Regions from separate parts of the Zea mays genome. Here region 2 is linked to region 1. A link is a contact called in public HiChIP or PLAC-seq data. All regions are on one chromosome and are shown on one strand. The core of a region is the stretch at or near the end of the contact, and the rest is flanking DNA. Distances in the headings are between cores, read along the strand shown. Region 1 holds the start of LOC103638155 (probable receptor-like protein kinase At2g21480). Region 2 holds the start of LOC100280226.

Region 1 (4,191 bases), core at 491-2,990:
CCACGACGCCATGCCACTGCATGCTCCTCCATCGCCGCCCTGCCCCGATCATCTTTGACCGACGACCCGGCCTGCGTGCTCCTCAGTCCTCACCACCGTGCCTTTATAACTGACGGTGGCACGCGCGTCGTCCTTGCAGCTGCAGTTGGCGGCGTCATCGTCACCGTCACATAAACCAACTCGATCGATCGCGTGCGACTGCGAGCCGTCCGTCCGTCATGGCGGACGTGCTGGTGGGCTCCGAGCGCCGTGTCCTCATCAGCGGCTACGGGTACGGCCTTCCCCCGCAGCCCCCGCCCCCGCCGCCGGCAGAGAGCCAGCTGCTCGGCCGCCTCGACCAGATCGACCTCCGGGTACGTGCGATCCCGACGTGTAGTTGTACTGTATACATACATCCATGAATGGTCCATGCACGCCGATGACGCGGGCACATTGATGCGAAGCGACTGATGACTCCATGCGCACGTATTTTGGTGCAGCTGCGGCAGCTGGAGGAGCAGCAGCAGCGCCGCCCGTCGCACGCCGACCCGGCCCCGGCCCCGGCCCGCCGCGCGCCGGCGCCGCAGCACCAGCACACCAAGTCCCTGCCGTCGGCGCTGCAACACGTGCAGGTGCGGAGCGACCTCATGGACCGCCTCAACCTGCTGGAGTCCCGCATCAGGCAGCTCAGCAGCGAGCTGGACCTGGACGTCGGCGGCAAGGCCGCCGGCCACGCCGCCCACCAGCTGGTGCTGGGGACCTCCTCGTCGGTGCCGCAGGTCGAGGACCCCGCCACGTGGTCCGACCTCGCGCCGGTGGCGGTGGTGGACCCGGCCCCTGCTGCGGCGTTCGGCGGCGGCGGCGGCGGCAACGAGAGCAAGAGCAAGCCCGCGGCGGCGGCGGCCGGCGGGAGCTGGAGCGCCGTGGAGATCCTGCAGCGGGGCGCGCGCCAGCTCCACCGCAGCACCAGCAGCAAGCCTAACGCGCCCACCAAGGTGAGCTCCGCAGTCCGCTCCCCGACGACGACAAAGACACTCTGACCGATTTCTGCGCACTGGTAAACGAATACAGAGGCGACAAAACGTTGAAAAATCTGACCTTGTTTCGTTTGGTTTGGAAAAAAAAAGGTGAAGAAACTGCAAGAAACAAAATGCGCGTGCCAGAAGGAGAAGAGGAAGGCGGAGCGCAGCAAGACGAGCAGGCGGTGGTTCATGGTTGGATGCTGAAGAAGTGGAAGTTGGCAGTAACACGCATGGCGATGAACTAACTGATCTTGGTCGATCGTGTACAAGCCATATATATATATATATTTTTTGTATTGTTTTTGTACTCTGCTTTGATCTACTTCCGTCCACCATTAGTTGTAAAGTATTGTCATGGTCCATGAATGCAGCATTTTTCTCGTCTATCAAATGAAGAAGAACTTCCTAATGACTTGTTTCCGTGGAGCATTCAGGTTCTCCAGCGGCGCTCAGTGGGACTCTGGGAGGATCTGCTGCCCTTGCTCTTGCAGTCTTGCAGCAGCGTCTTCCACTTCTCACCCACGTGACCACGTCTGGTGCTAACACATTTGGGTTGGGTCCCCCCAAGGAAAGGGAAGCAAAGCAAAGCAAAGCGACGCCGACGCGTCTCCAAGAATAGGCAGCATGCACCTGGCGGGTTGTGGAGCGCACGCCTCGGCGCTGGGCTCTGGCCACCATCCCAAACATAGCGGGCGGCTGCTTAAACTTGGCAAGCCGGTAGCCACCACATAACCCGCCATTTCACCGCTTCCCTCCTCCCTCTCCTCCGATTGGGCCCACCAACCAGGGAGAGGGTGAGAGGGCCCCGCCACCGTCAACAAAACAACCCACCCAACCCCAGTCACAACGAGGCCTGCCGCCCTCCGGTGCGGGCCGGTGGTCGGTGGTGACGAGCAGACACGCTAGACTAGCTCGCTAGCTAGCTACCTAGGTAGAAGCAAGCGCTGGACCAGCCATGACGCGCCGCGGGACGCTCCCGCTGGCGCTGCTGCTACTACTGCTGGCGGCGGCGGCGGCAACCGTGTCCGGGCAAGGCCGGCCCGTGACCGACAGCGGCGCGCAGACGCCGCCCACGCCGTCCAGCTTCACGCCTAAAGACAGCTTCCTGATCGACTGCGGCGGGACGGCGCCCCTCACCGCCGACGGCAAGTCGTACAAGACGGACGCGCAGGCCAACCACCTGCTCTCCGCCACCGACGCCATCCGCGTCGCCGCCGACGACAAGGCCGACGTGCCCTCGCCGCTGTACGCCACCGCGCGGGTGTTTAAGGAGGAGGCCGTCTACAGCTTCCCGCTCACCGTCCCGGGCTGGCACTTCATCCGCCTCTACTTCTTCCCGCTCAAGGGCGGCGACGTGGACCTCGCGTCGGTGACCTTTAGCGTCGTCACCGACGACAACGTCCTGCTCCACAGCTTCACCCCGGGGGACAAGCCCGTCATGAACGAGTACCTGGTGAACGCCACCGAGAACCACCTGGCGCTCAAGTTCCAGCCGCTCAGTGGCTCCGCCGCCTTCGTCAACGCCATCGAGGTGGTGAACGCGCCCGACGAGCTCGTCACCGACTCGGCGCTGGCCGTCGCGCCGCTGGGCGAGATCACCGGCCTGGTGCACGACGCGTACCAGGTCCTGTACCGGATCAACGTCGGCGGTCCCGCCATCGGCCCGGCCAAGGACACGCTGGGCCGGCGGTGGGAGACCGACGCCGCGTACGTGCAGTCCAAGGAGGCGGTGAAGGACGTGTCGGTGCCCACCAGCACCATCAGGTTCCCCGAAGGGACGTCCCGGCTGGTGGCGCCGGCGCTGGTGTACGCCAGCGCTGCCAGGATGGCGGACGCCGACGTGGGGAGCCCCAACTTCAACCTGACGTGGAAGGTGGACGTGGACCCGTCCTTCAGCTACCTGGTCCGCCTCTTCTTCGCCGACATCGTGAGCAAGGCCACCAACGACCTCTACTTCGACGTGTACATCGGCGGGCGCAAGGCCGTGTCCGGGCTGGACCTGTCGACGGTGGCCGGCGGCGAGCTGGCGGCGCCCTACTACAAGGACTTCGTGGTGAACTCGTCGTTGCTGGAGGACGGCAAGCTGAGCGTCCAGGTCGGGCCCATGGGGCAGGACACGGGGCGGATCGACGCGCTGCTCAACGGCATGGAGGTGCTGAAGATGAGCAACTCCGTGGGCAGCCTGGACGGCGAGTTTGGCGTGGACGGGCAGAAGGCCGACGACGGGAGCGGTGGGCGCAAGGCGGTGGCGGCCGTCGGGTTCGCCATGATGTTCGGCGCGTTCGCGGGGCTGGGCGCCATGGTGGTGAAGTGGTACAAGCGGCCGCAGGACTGGGAGCGGCGGGAGAGCTTCTCGTCGTGGCTGCTCCCCATCCACACGGGCCAGTCCTTCACCGGCAAGGGCAGCCGGTACGGGTCCAAGAGCGGCAACACCTTCTCCTCCACCATGGGTCTGGGCCGCTTCTTCTCGTTCGCGGAGATCCAGGCGGCCACCCAGAACTTCGACGAGAAGGCCATCATCGGCGTGGGCGGGTTCGGCAACGTGTACGTCGGGGAGATCGACGACGGCACCAAGGTGGCGGTGAAGCGCGGGAGCGCGGAGTCGGAGCAGGGCATCAACGAGTTCAACACGGAGATCCAGATGCTGTCCAAGCTGCGGCACCGGCACCTGGTGTCCCTGATCGGCTACTGCGACGAGAACCAGGAGATGATCCTGGTGTACGAGTACATGCACAACGGCGTGTTCCGGGACCACATCTACGGCAGCGAGGGGAAGGCGCCGCTGCCGTGGAAGCAGCGGCTGGAGATCTGCATCGGCGCTGCCCGGGGGCTGCACTACCTGCACACGGGCACGGCGCAGGGGATCATCCACCGCGACGTGAAGACCACCAACATCCTGCTGGACGACAACTTCGTGGCCAAGGTGTCGGACTTCGGGCTGTCCAAGGACGGGCCCGGGATGAACCAGCTGCACGTGAGCACCGCCGTGAAGGGCAGCTTCGGGTACCTGGACCCGGAGTACTTCCGGTGCCAGCAGCTGACGGACAAGTCCGACGTGTACTCCTTCGGCGTGGTGCTGCTGGAGGCGCTGTGCGCGCGGCCCCCCATCGACCCGCAGCTGCCCCGGGAGCAGGTCAGCCTGGCGGAGTGGGGCATGCAGTGGAAGCGCAAGGGCCTCATCGAGAAGATC
Region 2 (4,191 bases), core at 733-3,232, 160 kb after region 1:
GCCCCGACATGTGGGCCCAGGGACATAAAGAATATAGCGCTTGGAGCCACCAATGTTTGCTGCTGGGGCAATCTTCTTGTGCCCTGTCGCCCGAGATCTTCGTATCCTCGGCGTGCAGGGGAAGCTTCTTGTAGAAGGGACGATGGGTATTGTGCGCCGCTCGGCACGGGCGCACTGTTTGCCAACAGACTGGTCAGGCGCGTCGTCTGCTGGGTGACCTTGACGTCGTTTGCCGGTGAATTGGACAGGACGCATTAAATGCTGAGAGGGCGCGTCGTCCGTCAGCGTGGTGGCAGGTGACGCGTCCTCTCCGCAATAAATGCAAAGACTGCACAGCCGTATGGGCCTTACGTCAGACTCGGCCCGTTGGCTTATGTCACGGGCCACAAGCCACGCGACCGCGGCGGGTTTCCGCCTGAGCGGGGAGCGTAGGGCAAGGCCTGGACACGTGTCGGCACCGAACCCTTGCTTGTGTCGGGATCCTCTCCGTCTCGGGACCCTGCTAAGGCCCGGACCTCACTCGGGGGGACCCGACATGTCTCCTCGGGAGCTCCAGGCTCGTACTCACAGGGGTCCGGTGTCCCTCTGCGGAGGTCCGGACCCAACGGTGCTTCCTGGGATGTATTATCCTTCCTCGCCACGTGGTGCCCTTAGGCCTGCCCATGTGGTGGGGTCGGGTGCCGCTCTCCGTGTGATCTGGAGATGTCGAACGGGTGCAGCGCCTTCATACTGTAGAAGAGGGTACCCTTGATTCAGGGTACCGACAGCTACTGTTCGAGGCATTTGGTTCATTAGCTCATATGTTTCTTGTAGCTAGATCTAAATTAACCACTCTCGTGCATGATGCAAGACAATACTGGACACCGCTCAACTCATGCATGGCTCATGCATGCTGCATCATGAATCCTTTCATGGCCTCTGTTTGATAATTGTTGATGCATGTTTTCTTCTCTATCAGATTATTGTGCAGTAGTCAGACATCTTTATGGTTCAATCTGTCCATGAATTGTGTTTAATGCGTGTGTCTACGAGAAAATAAAAGGGCATAAGTTCAGTGGAATATGTTGTGGGTATTTGAAACCCGCAGTCATACCTTGTGTTTATATAGAGTCAATATCTTGAGTTATAGGTCATCAAGGCTGTTACACTATATATAGACCGTGAGAAGCCACCAAGTCCAATACGACAGGAAGTCGTGCACATATAGTAACACTCTGTTAGCTGAAGGAGGACGAGCTACAGAGAGCTCTATAAAAATAGGGATTGAGTTCTTTTTTACTCATATCTTTCTCAGTCTTTTGTCTAAAATAAAGTGTAATATTTATTATTAGCAATTTAATATATGATCTATAGACAACATGCTCACTTTGATATTAAATTTATTTATTATCGATATTTTTTGGAGATGATCCATATGACTGATTTACTTCGCTTTACCATTGATTGTATTACGGGTACGATCTCGTCCTTCTCAATTAATATTATGAAATATAATTATATACCATCACAACGTACATGTATTATAATAATAATATCCCTTACGAGACATTTGCCTAAATGCCTAATGTCTATGCATGGGCTGATGGACTCATAGCCTTATGGTCGATATCATGAGGAAGCAGCACCCACCGACCCAGCGCATCTGGCACGGCCCCACCGCGCCCTCTCCCCCGCGTGGGCCCATCCAAAGCTAACGTGTACACCCGCTGGGTGCACGTAGCCACGGACCGACCGCTCCCTCTGCCGGTCCCCACCGCCACCCAATCACCGGCCAACGCGTGTAAATATCCGCCTCCCCCGCGCGCTGCTGCCCCGATCCGACGGCCGGGATCGTCGCCGTGGGGCCGCAGCGACCGGTGACGAGCGGTCAAAGGCGGGCCGCCCCACCGGCTGCGGCCGGTCACCCTCGCCTCGGGCGCCGCGAAGCTATTTAGCGCGGTGGCCGGAGCGCCGGCAACGGCTGCCACACCAACACACACAGACTGACAGGCGCAAGAAGAGGAGAGGAGAAGAACAGAGGGGAGTGGAAATAATCTAGCAGCGGAAGGGGAAGCAGCACGAAGGGAAGCGGCAGCGGAAGCGGGGTGAGATCTTTTTTGCGCCCCTCTTCGCTTTGATTTTCCGCACGCGGTTGATTGCCGGACTGGTTGCGAGGGGGGAGTTCGTGCGCTCGCCGGCGGGAGAGGATTCGTGGTGGGATACCCACCGGATACCGCCGTCTGGGGCGGATGGGCGCCGGTTCCCGCAATGCACCGCGCCCGAATTATGGGTTTCGAGGCCGGAATTCTGGTCCTTGTGCTGTCGCGGTTTGGTCGCGCTTAGCCGTTTCGATTTGGCTTGCATCGAGTTTTTGCTAAGTGTTCAATTCAATCCGTCTGAGGGGAGCGAAGTTTTGTTCTGAGGGTTTGTGCCTGTCAAATCTAGAACTCTTCTACCTTTCCCAAGCTCTACCGAGAAAGTCCAAAAAAAAGTTTTCCTTTTTTTCTCTTTCTCGCTCCTTCTCGTAGCGGTTAACTTGGCCGGGAAGGCGGTAGCAATCTACATCTTTGCTTCCTCCAGCAGCGCCATTACCGTTTGCTTTGTGCCGTTTCTTACGGACTAGTTTACATAATGTTCAAACATACATGTAGGGCTAGTTTGGGAGCCAGAAAACCAGAGTAGAGTGGATTGGAGAGACCAAAATCTCCTTAATCAAAATTGAATAAGAGGCGATTTTAGTCCTTCCGATTTTTTTGGCTCCCAAACTAGCCATGTATGTTTATCTTGTTCCCTTGGGTTGGGTTGGGTCGCCGAAGATATGTATGGCTGGTGGAAAGCCAACCCAGCAAAAGGTACTTCATGGTTTTTTAGTGAGTTTTTAAATGCGCTAGAGCTAATAATTAGCTGAAGAGATCTAAATAGTCTAGCTAGTAGTTTTTAGCTATTAGCTACTTTTAGCAAATTAGCCAATATTTGGCTAGCTAATTTCATTAACAACTTTTTAGCCAAATAACTATTAGCTCTAGTGCATTCAAAACTCCCCCTAGTTGTTGGAGTGATTGTCTTTCCCCTACTCTTATTGTTTCAATTGTTCTCTTTGTGATTACGTTCTTTACTTCTGGGGTTACTTGTCTCCGTGTGCACTCCGTTATATCCTTTCCCGCCTGGATTGAGGTCTGTGATGGAGACTGGAGAGGGTTCGTGTGAATTTTATTTTAAATTCCACGGCAATCCACCCCAACGCACATGGAGATACATGTTCATCCAAACAAGTCCATAGAGATTGTCTGTGTTTTCCTCCAAAGATAAGATTTGAGATAGAATTACTTCACTGTCTGCCTGTGATTGATGTATGGGCAGAGAAGCGAAGAAACACGCAGTTCTGTATATTCTTTGGGCTGTTGTAGCGGTGCCCACCCTGCTGCTTAGGGCATGCACAACCCTGAGCCGGATCGATTTTCAAAGTAGAAACAGTTAAAAGACTGCATGATACAAACATGAGCCCCTATATCATAAATGTAGGTAATAGAATATATATAGTGAGTCATGTAGAGATGAACTCTTCGCGAAGAGCCAATATTTTTTCAGTCAACCCTCAAAGACCCCTCAAGGGATTCTATATTAAATGGAGTTGTAAATGCCCTTAATTTGGGGAGAATTGATGCCTAGCCAGCCAAGACTGTGGCGGTTTGAGCTTAGTTCATGGCCTGTGCAGTCACACGAGTATGCAGACATTAGGTCTAGTAAGTTTTATGGCACACTGATTGTACATTGGAAATTTGTAGTCTTGGCCTCTCGGGGAAGGCTAAGGATCACACATCTTTGTGGGACAATTTTGCTACTTAGTAGTATTTGAATAGAGGCACGTTCCATCTGGTGGTTCTTACATAGTAGCTTCTTATACTCTAATGGACAACTAAATACCTGGATTTTAGTTGCTTCAAGTTTCCCCGGGCTACTTTATTTACCACTTGCAGCTCAATCCTGTTTTGTTCTTTTAATCCTCTGTTACTTGCCTCGTTTACCAGTTAGGAAACCTGATCTGGTTAGGCCCACCTTTTGCTGATATGAATTCAATATGCTACTTGATTCGCTGACAGTGAATTTGATCGCCTGAATATGCACACATTTTTTTACTCTTGTTTTCCAGGTTCTGGCTAAAGTACGTTAAGGTCTTTTTTATCAGCAATTCCAGTAATGTGCCTTGCCTCT

The links. HiChIP or PLAC-seq counts read pairs in DNA pulled down with a chosen protein or histone mark.
Region 2: an H3K4me3 HiChIP or PLAC-seq map of leaf shows a contact between it and region 1, with 5 times the contacts expected there. The contact joins the promoter of LOC100280226 here to the promoter of LOC103638155 in region 1. A contact is called at or near these places in 14 of 25 Hi-C or Micro-C datasets (bundle sheath, ear, endosperm and 6 more) and 1 of 3 datasets of contacts at active chromatin or transcription factors (leaf).

What each region holds. Positions count from the first base shown.
Region 1 is chr9:27,070,403-27,074,593 of Zm-B73-REFERENCE-NAM-5.0, forward strand. It overlaps LOC103638155 (probable receptor-like protein kinase At2g21480), which reads left to right and starts at 1,741. Exons shown (of 1, transcript NM_001407493.1): 1 at 1,741-4,191. The coding sequence starts at 1,957. LOC100278437 reads left to right here and starts at 133. Exons shown (of 3, transcript NM_001152034.3): 1 at 133-353; 2 at 480-974; 3 at 1,107-1,392. The coding sequence starts at 219. The coding sequence ends at 1,205.
Region 2 is chr9:27,226,521-27,230,711 of Zm-B73-REFERENCE-NAM-5.0, forward strand. LOC100280226 reads left to right here and starts at 1,983. Exons shown (of 10, transcript NM_001153156.1): 1 at 1,983-2,084; 2 at 4,130-4,191.